Regions from separate parts of the Sus scrofa genome. Here region 2 is linked to region 1. A link is a contact called in public HiChIP or PLAC-seq data. All regions are on one chromosome and are shown on one strand. Each heading gives the region's core, a stretch centred on a gene start, on an enhancer-like site or on the middle of the called end of the contact. The rest is flanking DNA. Distances are from core to core; before and after follow the strand shown.

What was found. HiChIP or PLAC-seq counts read pairs in DNA pulled down with a chosen protein or histone mark.
Region 2: an H3K27ac HiChIP or PLAC-seq map of skeletal muscle shows a contact between it and region 1. The contact joins two enhancer-like sites. A contact is called at or near these places in 2 of 47 Hi-C or Micro-C datasets (liver and skeletal muscle) and 1 of 2 datasets of contacts at active chromatin or transcription factors (skeletal muscle).

The regions. Positions count from the first base shown.
Region 1 is chr17:5,026,618-5,031,985 of Sscrofa11.1, reverse strand. All of the region lies in intron 8 of MTMR7 (myotubularin-related protein 7), which reads left to right. Among named protein-coding and RNA genes, the nearest start is that of CNOT7, 79 kb to the right of the region's middle. Within about 2 kb of position 2,070, at least 8 of the 83 cell types and tissues checked have an H3K27ac peak or open chromatin away from gene starts, as enhancers often do. A contact at or near this core is called in skeletal muscle, where this site is marked.
Region 2 is chr17:5,208,899-5,213,747 of Sscrofa11.1, reverse strand. All of the region lies in intron 1 of SLC7A2 (solute carrier family 7 member 2), which reads right to left. Among named protein-coding and RNA genes, the nearest start is that of SLC7A2, 19 kb to the right of the region's middle. Within about 2 kb of position 2,172, at least 10 of the 83 cell types and tissues checked have an H3K27ac peak or open chromatin away from gene starts, as enhancers often do. A contact at or near this core is called in skeletal muscle, where this site is marked.

The DNA of each region.
Region 1 (5,368 bases), core at 821-3,320:
CATGGCCAGCTGTTTTTCCATCGGGCTGTAGCTGAGATTTGGCAGTTCAGTATCTGCTTGCAGGTGACAGTATGGTTTCAGGTTGGGTGAGTGCGTTGGTCCTGGCTGCTCTCCTCAGCCACCGTGAGGATCTCTACCTGTTGGGTCCTCGGTTACCCACACTGTTGATTCCACACTTCAGTTACTTGCTGCCAGCATCTTAATCTCACACAATATGCACTCATCACTCCAACATCTACACTAACACATCACATCAACCCGTCTTCCCAGCCTCCCAGCGCCCCTTCCTCCTCCCAGACTAGACCTCTCTGTTCCATTGGCCTTACGCTTCTGCTTTAGACTTTATCATTCCTTAAGCTCTAATTAGTTGAGTTCCTGCTCATTGAGAGAAAATGACCAAGCCCCCCAAGCCTTATATATGGAAAAGTAATATAAATGGGCATATATAGTTTAAAACTTATGTTCTGAGCATTGTGTCCTTAGGCACAAAATTCATATGCAAAGCTAATAAATGTCATTGGGGCATTCTTTTGTGAGGCTGATGCTTGATTTTCTTCGGGCAGTTAGTATTACTGGAGTGTGTGTGTATGTGTACATTCATTTGCATATGCATACATGTTTTTAGTAGCTAGACACACTCATGCACATGTGTGTTTGTATATACTATTATCTATGATGCTAATGCAAGCAGGTATACAGCATTTAGGCTGGGTTGCACCTTGCCATTCTATATTATCGTCAAATTCTTTAAAGGAGAACAAGAGTATTCAAAAATGGCTTATTAATAATTGTGGAATTATTAATTGTGTGGAGATCTCAGAAAATAGCATTACCAACAAAGCCGGAACTGTTTCAAAGAATAAGCATTAACTTTGTTGGTTGTCCAGTGGAGAAGCTTATTTACAGATCTGTCCAGTTAATGTAAAGTGCTCTATAAAGAGGGTCCACGTCAGTTGGCATGGGTGGAGTTAGGTGGGGGGAGCCACTGACAGCAGTGAACTCAACACAGTTCACTGCAGTTTATTCTGTGTCACCATGATGGGCTCTAAGTAAACAGGGCAGACTACAAAATGGGCTTTACCAAACATCCCCCTTGTACAGGCCAGAATTAAGTCCCCTTGGATGGTTGCACCTGCTGGGATGCTTAGTCAAGGGAGATTATCATCATTTTGCTAGTTCTTTGAAGACCATTTCATTGGTTGGGCTTGGCTTCTTGACTTCAGAATGGGAAAGAGACAAATCACACCTGAAGAGAACTCGGTTGTGTGTCAGGCTGGCAATTAAGGGAGTGCCATGTACATGTCAACGTGAGATCTTAGGAGACAAGACCACTCCCACAGGGTTCACATGGCGACTTTGCACCCTCACTGGCCCCACCAGCCCCTGTATAGGAAGAAGTGAGATAAGAAGTATTTAAGGAAGATCATTGGAGGTTCATTTCCTTCCAAACACATTTCATATTTCCTCAGGCACCATAATCATCTTGTCTTTTCTGAGGGTTATGTTTATGTTTGTGGGATACAGCTGCCCTGTTATGTGAAACAGATATCACTGGACCTGGGCATTAAACTCCCGGTTAGTAAGTATGGTTTGCTGTCATCTGTGGCTTATGCCTCTGAGGTCAGCTGAAATGAGCTTTGTTCAGCAGAATGGTTTGTCAATATTGGCTTGGACTTGGCAACCAGAGTGAACAGGTCAGTGTTTCTGCCTTATCCTGAGTTTGTTCAAACAAACTCACCAGTTTTATATTTAAAAATCCAGGAGTTGTTTCAGTCTCGAGTGTCCCCCATCTGCCCATGTGTGTTTATCACCTGCAGGGCTGTTTGTTCTTCACAGCTGCCACTCAGCATTGGGGTAAAATACCCTCTCAGCAGTCACCTTGCAGGAAACCTGGGGAGGCTATTTTGCTGAATGGACTCACGTTTAATGTTTCTGAAAGCAGACATGCTAATAAAGGGCCATTCTTGGTGTGGAAGGAAGGGGGTTGACTCAGGCCAGAGCTCAGGGCAGAGGGCAGCCTCTCCCGCACATTGCAGGGCCTTGTTCTGCCAGCTGGTCCGTCCTCTCTTGCCAAGGCCCAGGTTAGCTGGAAAGCATGGCATCTTTATTTTTAAACTTGCTGTCATTTCCATGCCTGGTGAGAAGAGAGGGCGAAAAGGATCATTTGTTCTTGGACTGAGCTCTAGAGTCAGGTGCCGAGATATCCCTCCAGTTCCCTGGACTTTCTGAAATGAAGGAAGATGCCAGCTAGCCCCAAGTCCCATTGGAACAACCAGAAAGTTTGGCCGGTTCATTGGAAAAAAAAAAAGTGAAAAAACAAAAACAACCCAACTGTTTGCAAGTGAATGCTGTCTGTAGGGGATTTAAAGGCCTCAGTGGGTCCTGAGACACCCCACCACGGGAATGTGAAATGTGCGTGTTTTAGGATTAGGTTGAGCGTCTGAGTCATGGCCAGGGCTGGGACAGAGACCAAGGCTGGTTGTGTGGAGTGCCTGGCTGGTACTGCAGCAGCATCCCCAAGGACAGAGCAACCCCCGAGAACAGAGTGGTGCCTGGCTCACTCTCTCACTGGAACCAGCTCTGCCCATGGCTGCAGATTGAGCGTCTATCTCCATGCTGCTTGTACACCCCCTGAACACATGGGAAGATTTCCTGAGACATCCTGGCTGAATAGCTTTCTGGCCCTGATTTCTGCACATGCTCCTTCCTAAAATACCGCCTGCCTTAGAGATGCTGTAGACAAGGTGTGAGCCAGCAGCCTGTCTCACCTCACCAGGTACCTTTCTGCTGCCTTGCAAAGCGCAAACACCCTTCCAGTCTCATTACGATGCATCATTCCAAGCTGCACATGAGGGTACGTAGTTTTAAAAATCACTGGAGGGGCACATGTGCAAAAGTGTTTGAAGCGTACAAATCAGACTAATGTTCCCTGAGCAGTCTAAATCACTGCTGTCCCAGAAGTGTGAAGGAGGTCAAAGTGTGGACAACATCTATAATTTAAAATTTTCTAGTAACCACATTAAAAAACAATTTAAGGAGTTCCCGTCGTGGCGCAGTGGTTAACGAATCCAACTAGGAACCATGACGTTGCGGGTTCGATCCCTGGCCTTGCTCAGTGAGTTAAGGATCCGGCGTTGCCATGAGCTGTGGTGTAGGTCGCAGACGCAGCTCGGATCCCTCATTGCTGTGGCTGTGGCGCGGGCCAGCGGCTGTATCTGTGATTAGACCTCCAGCCTGGAACCTCCATATGCCAAGGTCACGGCCCTAGAAAAGGCAAAAAGACAAAAAAAAAAAAAAAATTTAAAAAGTAGGTGTATTAATTTTAATAATACATTGCTTTTAGCCCAGTACATATAAAATATTATCATTTCATCTATTAGTGAGATAGTTTTTATTCTTTATTTCATACTAAGTCTTTAAAATTTAGGATATAGGAGTTCCCATCATGGCGCAGTGGTTAACGAATCCGACTAGGAACCATGAGGTTGCGGGTTCGGTCCCTGCCCTTGCTCAGTGGGTTAAGGATCCGGCGTTGCCGTGAGCTGTGGTGTAGGTTGCGGACATGGCTCGGATCCTGCGCTGCTGTGGCTCTGGCGTAGGCCGGTGGCTACAGCTCCGATTCGACCCCTAGCCTGGGAACCTCCATATGCCGCGGGAGCGGCCCAAGAAATGGCAAAAAGACAAAAATAAATAAATAAATAAATAAATAAAAATAAAATAAAATTTGGGATGTATTTTATATGCACAGCCTGTCTCAATTCAGACCTGCCACATCTCAGGGGTCCAGTAGCCGCATGTGACTAGAAGCTGCAACTTTGGATGGTGAAGTTTTTTTTGTTGTTGTTTGTTTTGTTTTGTTTTGCTTTTTAGGGCCGCACCTGTGCCATATGGAAGTTCCCAGGCTAGGGGTCCAGTCGGAGCTGTAGCTGCCAGCCTACTCCAAAGCCACAGCAACTCAGGGGCTGAGCTGCATCTGCCACCTGCACCTCAGTTCACAGTAGCGCTGGATCCTTAACCACTGAGCAAGGCCAGGGATTGAAACCTCATCCTCGGGGATACTAGTTGGGTTCGTTAACCACTGAGTCATGACAGGAACTTCAGCTTTCATAAATTGGAATGAGCCTAATGCCCCCTGCTTCTAAGGAAACCAGCTGGATGAACAAATGAGAAAATGTATATCGTGGCTACCGTGCTTGAACCTGCTATCTGCCAGCATAAGTTATGTGTATTATTTCATCCTTTGAGAATTATCTGAGGGAGGTGTTTTCCCCTCATTGAGAAGATGAAGGCTCAGTACCTGGCCCAGGTCACACACCCGGTGGGGAAGGAGCTGGAATTTGAGAAGCTCATGCCCTTCAACAGTAGCATCTGCTCTTGCCTGCATACACATCATGATTCTAAGGTGTATGGGTTAGTTATATAAAACTAAAGTCTAGGGGAACACAGGAGGGTTTTCTTAAGATGGGCCTTTTGCTAGAAATCTCAGCATTATTTCCTTTATCATTGCTGACACCTCTGACTCAGAATTTAACTACTTGTGGGGTTTTTTGTGTGCGTGGCTCTTATGTTGCAGGAAGTACCAGTGAACTGTCTGTTATCTGGCATAGTTGATAAACATTGTTAATGGTTATTATGTATTGCAAATGCATGATGCTTTCAAAGACTTAACGAAGTTGAATTTGGTCTTAACAAAATTGAATCATATATAAAGGTACTTAAATATAATTCAGTGCACCTTCCCTGTTTTAAAATGAAGAAATCAAGGTCCAAAGGGTTTAAATGACCTGAGCAGAATTATACTGTTAATTACTGACAGAGTTGGAAGATCAGACTCCCTCTTCCCTGCATGTGTCACTGATGCACAGAGTAAAATACACTTAGACAAAATCTATGGAATGTTATTTCTTTTCTTAATGGATTTATAGGATTCTTCAGAAGGGCTTTGTATGTATAAACCCCATAAACTTTGGAATGTTATATTTGTGATAGGTAGACAGAACACTGAGGTCCAAAGCTTTTTCACGCTGCATGTTAACTAAAAGATAAGCTCCTGAGATGAAATTACTTATGATAATATTATGGATGGGTTTGCATACCTGGCTTAGTTTTGAAAAATACAGGTTATCTCCATTCTCAATCAAGGGAAGACCCCCAGCCTGATGCTCTAGGAGCGTTGAGAGGTATAGGTCTCATATTTAAGTTCACATGCTTTACTCCCATTGGGTAGGGTTGTTGGCAGGAGTTCCTTCACTTCCATCTAAGACTCTTAGGGCAGTTCTGTTTTGCGGTTTTACAGCAGTCCTTGAACTGCAAGGCTTGAATGATGGGGTTCTAACTGGGAAAGTCCCAGAGTTGGGTATCTAAGTCC
Region 2 (4,849 bases), core at 923-3,422, 180 kb before region 1:
TTCACAAAAAAAAACCCTCTTCCTTTCCCCTATTCATTGTTGGAGACTAAGATGTTTCAATCTATCAAATGCTCTACTGGGAGACAATGATGCTTGATCCACTGCTAAGATTCACGGAAGAAGCCAGGTGCCTAGAAGGCCTTGTGGAGAAGAGGTAGAAAAGAATATTTTAAGCATCAAAATAGTTTGTGGAGTTCCCGTTGTGGCGCAGTGGTTAACGAATCTGACTAGGAACCACGAGGTTACAGGTTCAATCCCTGGCCTTGCTCAGTAGGTTAAGGATCCGGCGTTGCCGTGAGCTGTGGTGTAGGTTGCAGACCGGCTTGGATCCCGTGTTGCTGTGGCTCTGGCGTAGGCTGGTGGCTACAGCTCCGATTAGACCCCTAGCCTGGGAACCTCCATATGCCACAGAGCGGCCCTAGAAATGGCAAAAAGACAAAAAAAAAAAAAAAGTCAGTTTGTTGCGTGTGAACGTTGGTTTTTGGAACCTGGCCACACTTATTCTGAGGATCTGGAGAGACTTTAATTTTCTTTATGTAAGTGACCTTTACATGAATGAAGTGGACCAGATGGGGCAGCAGGGTGACAAGTAAGAGAAACAGTCTGAAGCCACGAGGCAACTGGAAACAAACACCTGCACATAGGGTGGAGTCAGCGGCAAAGAAGAGCCTGAGAACACCATACCCTCAGTAGAGGCTGGCCTCAGGGGTCAGAGCTGGAAGAAGTGGGATTCAGAGACTGGCAACTTAGAATTATCCAGGGAAGAGAAAAGGCAGCAGGAATAATAAACAAGAGTGAGACTTTCATTGATATTGCTTAAAGAGAACTCAGTCATCAGTTAAATTTTTTTTTTTCTTTTTACAGCTGCACCTAAGGCTTTAGGAAGTTCCCAGGCCAGTGGTTGAATCAGAGCTGCAGCTGCAACCTACACCATAGCTTGCAGCAATGCCAGATCCTTAACCCACTGAGCAAGACCAGGGATTGAACCTGCGTCCTCACGGAGACTACATCGGGTCCTTAACCCACTGAGCCACAGTGGGAACTCCCACCAGTTTAAACTTTTTAAGAAAAGTTCTGGGTATTCTTGAAATAAGACAGGTTCATCAAATATATCAAACACAAAAATACTACCACCACTAAGACTTTTACTTCTGCTGCTACTCCTGAGAGCTCACACTTATCAAGAGCACTGTAGTTTTTAGGAGGTAGGCTAAGTGCAATACACATGTTAACCATACTAAACTACCCAACAACCCGACAAGGCAGGTACTATCCTATGCCTGGTTTACAGAAGAGAAAACCAAAGCTCAGAGAAGTGAAGCATTAGCTCATGTGTATCAAAGTCAGGACACAAAATCACGTCTGACTTCCCACAGAAAGATACAACAAGGGCCTTAGCCTTCTAGAAGCAATGCCATCAAATGTCACGATTTGTCTATTTTTGTTAGGCCCCTGAAGGTTTTTTTCCTGGTTTGCTCCATCTAAAGAGACACACATGAAGTGCATCTCTCTCTCTCTCTCCAGAGCTCAGAATCCTGGCGAGGATCCCGGGGCCGAGGGAGCAGAGCACTCTGACAAGCCAAGCATCAACCACATCCTGCAAGTGAAGCACAAGCAGCTCTCTGCCAATAAATAGTCCAGTTATGAAGTACATATTCTAAACTCAGATGAAATGCTATGCAGAGCATGTCTGGAGGAAAGAAATTTGTCGCCACTGCTTGGTTAAAAGCCAGTGTTAGCTAATGATTACATCACCTAGCTCAATATAGCTTGCTGAAGAGAAACTCAGAATCGATGGAGCTGCGGGATGCTGTTCCTTTAGATTTGGATATTGCGGGGTGGGGGCGAAAAAAAAAGGAATAAATACTTGAGGCTATCCTCTGGGGACAAAAAAGAATTGAAAGAAGATTCCTTTTTTAAGCAAGGCCATTTACCACAGGCTGTAGGAGATGAAAATAAAAAGTCATCAGTGGGGTCATTCACTGCTCTCCTATCTGCCATCCATTATCTATCGAATCCTCTCAGCCACCTCAGGGGAAATGTCCCATCCTCAGAGGATAAGACTGATGTTCAGAGATGTCAAGGAACTTGCTCAAAATCACAGAGCTTGATTTGAGTCCAAAGTCCATGCCCTTTCCTCTATGCCACATAACCACGTCTGCAGGAAGAAATGCAGAACTCCAGCTGTTCCCAGGCCCTTGGCAGCCCGAGACTCGGCTGATGATGAAGGTCATTATCCAGATGTCATTATACCAAAAATATAATTGGCATACTGGAAATTTAAAACCTCATCTCCAGGGAGCTCTTACTGTGGCTCAGGGGTTATGAACCCGACTAGTATCTATGAGGATGTGGGTTCGATCCCTGGCCTCAATCATTGGGTTAAGAATCCAGCATTGCCATGAGCTGTGCTGAAGGTCACAGATGTGGCTTGGATTTGGCTCTGCTGTGGCTGTGGCATAGGCTGGCAGCTACCGCTCTGATTTCACCCCTAGCTGGGAACTTCCATATGCCTTAGGTATAGCTCTGAAAAGGAAAACAAAAACAAAACCAAAAAAACACCTCATCTCCAATAGACTTGAGCCTCTCAAATGCCTGAATGACTATTACTTAAAGATGGAAAGTGTAATAGTTATTAAAATACAAACAACAGAGAAAAAATTTAAGGACCAAAACAAACAAACAAACAAACAAAACCTACATAAGCATCGTAACTTATGTCTGTATTAAAAATTCTAACATATATTAAAATTCATTACTTCTAGATACAAAAATTTCCAACAGTTTCATATAAGAACACTTCTGCAATAAAAAGGTGAAGACTTTTACTACTTATACTAAAACATATAACACTTATACCTAATATTCTTAGTTCTCTTCATACATCTGAATTCAAAACGTATCACAGAACAAATATGTCTTGGGCCCTGCAAATCACAACTTTCACTTGGCTTAGATTTTCTTTCAAATAGCTTCCGATAATATCACAGACCTTTCTTGTCTACTAAAAAAGTTTTTCTATGGCCTCCTTTTGTGCCTGGAAATAAACTGGTATACCTCACTTGCAGTCGACATTATTTTCTTCATCTACAGAAGGAATCTGTTTGAAGGGATCTAAAGGCGGAAAGAGCAGATACAGTGTGTGTGTATGCAGATATATCTATATATATAAGTCTTCACATAGAATTCCCATCTTAACTTCTTAAGAGCACAGAAACTGCTACTCCAATTCCTCAGTCCCCCTTTTGCATCTCCTCTTGTGTTGTTTGGGGGGCAGAGACCTGAGATCTGTTAGAACCCTCAGAAGATAAGCTTCATGAGGGCAGGAATTTCATCTGACTGTCCTGTTTACTGGTGATTCCAAATTCCTAGAGAATGCCTGACATACAGCCACTCAGCTATATCCCGAATGGATGGATGCTTGGCTGCAGCCATCATCTTTTCCTTAAATGCTGACCAAATGTGTCCAGTGAAGAGTGACCAGGATAGGGTGAGGGGTCTGGAAACCACGTCATGACGTGAAGACAATAAAAGACACTGCTGGTGTTTGGGTGCAATATGCAGGGACATAGCTGGGGCCCAGAGAGGTCACCCTGCTCTGAGTCTAACCAATAAGCTCTTGGAATTACCAGCAAGTCCCTGGACTCTTGGTCTTTCCATCTTTGAAACAGACATTAACAGTAGTGATATAAAGGTGTTAGGCAAAGAGCTATAGAAATATAAGTTGGCCATATTTCTACATTTCACTTCTTTTCACCCTTGGAGGGGGGAAAAGTCTCAGAGATGACCGCTTTCTTCAAACATGGGAACGGCAATGTGTCAGAAGACAATGACTCTATCCATGTTATACTAGAAGATAAAACTAGAAGAAAAGGATATTGTATAAAAAGACTAAGGGGAATTCCCATTGTGGTGCAGCCAAAACAAATCTGACTAGTATCCATGAGGATGCAGTTTCGATCCCTGACTCACTCAGCGGGTCGGGGATCCAGCATTGCCATGAGCTGTGGTGTAGGTTGCAGACGCAATCTGAATCCCTTGTTGCTGTGGCAACCCCTAGCCTGGGAACTTCCACATATGTCTTGGGTGAGGCCCTAAAAAGCAAAAAAAAAAAAAAAAAAAAAAAAAGGACTAAAATGCTGACCCAGTAAAATGCAACACACCCTAATAGTGTTCCTAAAGCTGCCCACCAAGAAAGGTGTCAGACATCTGTAATTTTAAACAGAGGACTGGTGATTCAGAATGATTCTGAAATCTGGAGAATGAGGTTTAGCTAAAAAGGTATTAGCTAAAGTATCTGCCAGCTCAGGCTCTGTGATTTAACGAAACAAGCTCTTTTTTTGTGGCTGATAAACTAAGTTTTTCATGATTCTTTCCCTAGGTATAAACCAAAAGTCAGACAGATAGTTTACACCAAAGTCCTATTGCCAGAAGCCTCCCACCCCATTCAACATCCTCATCTTCAAAAAAAGTGATAATCATGTTAAGTTCACAGTGACTAGAAAATTTTAAAACCCCTAAGGAATGTCCTGACAGTATTGATGACTTTGGAAAAATGTCAAGGGGTGTGACATCATGACATATTCACTATTCAGATCAAATGAATATCATCTGGATAAACCTTTCTCCAGTTTGAAGGTTCACTTTATGCAACAAGTCTATTTTAGTGTTAACAACTATATTTCTTCTTTCTCTCTACTTTTCTCTGTACCCCTGCATGGAACATTTAATTCTGAATAGTGGGTAATGACAGCCTCTACCAGTGCACCTACTATCATCCATAAAACAATCTTCCACAAACCAGGAAAGCACTGTCATTTCCTATTCAATCACAATATTACATGCTCAA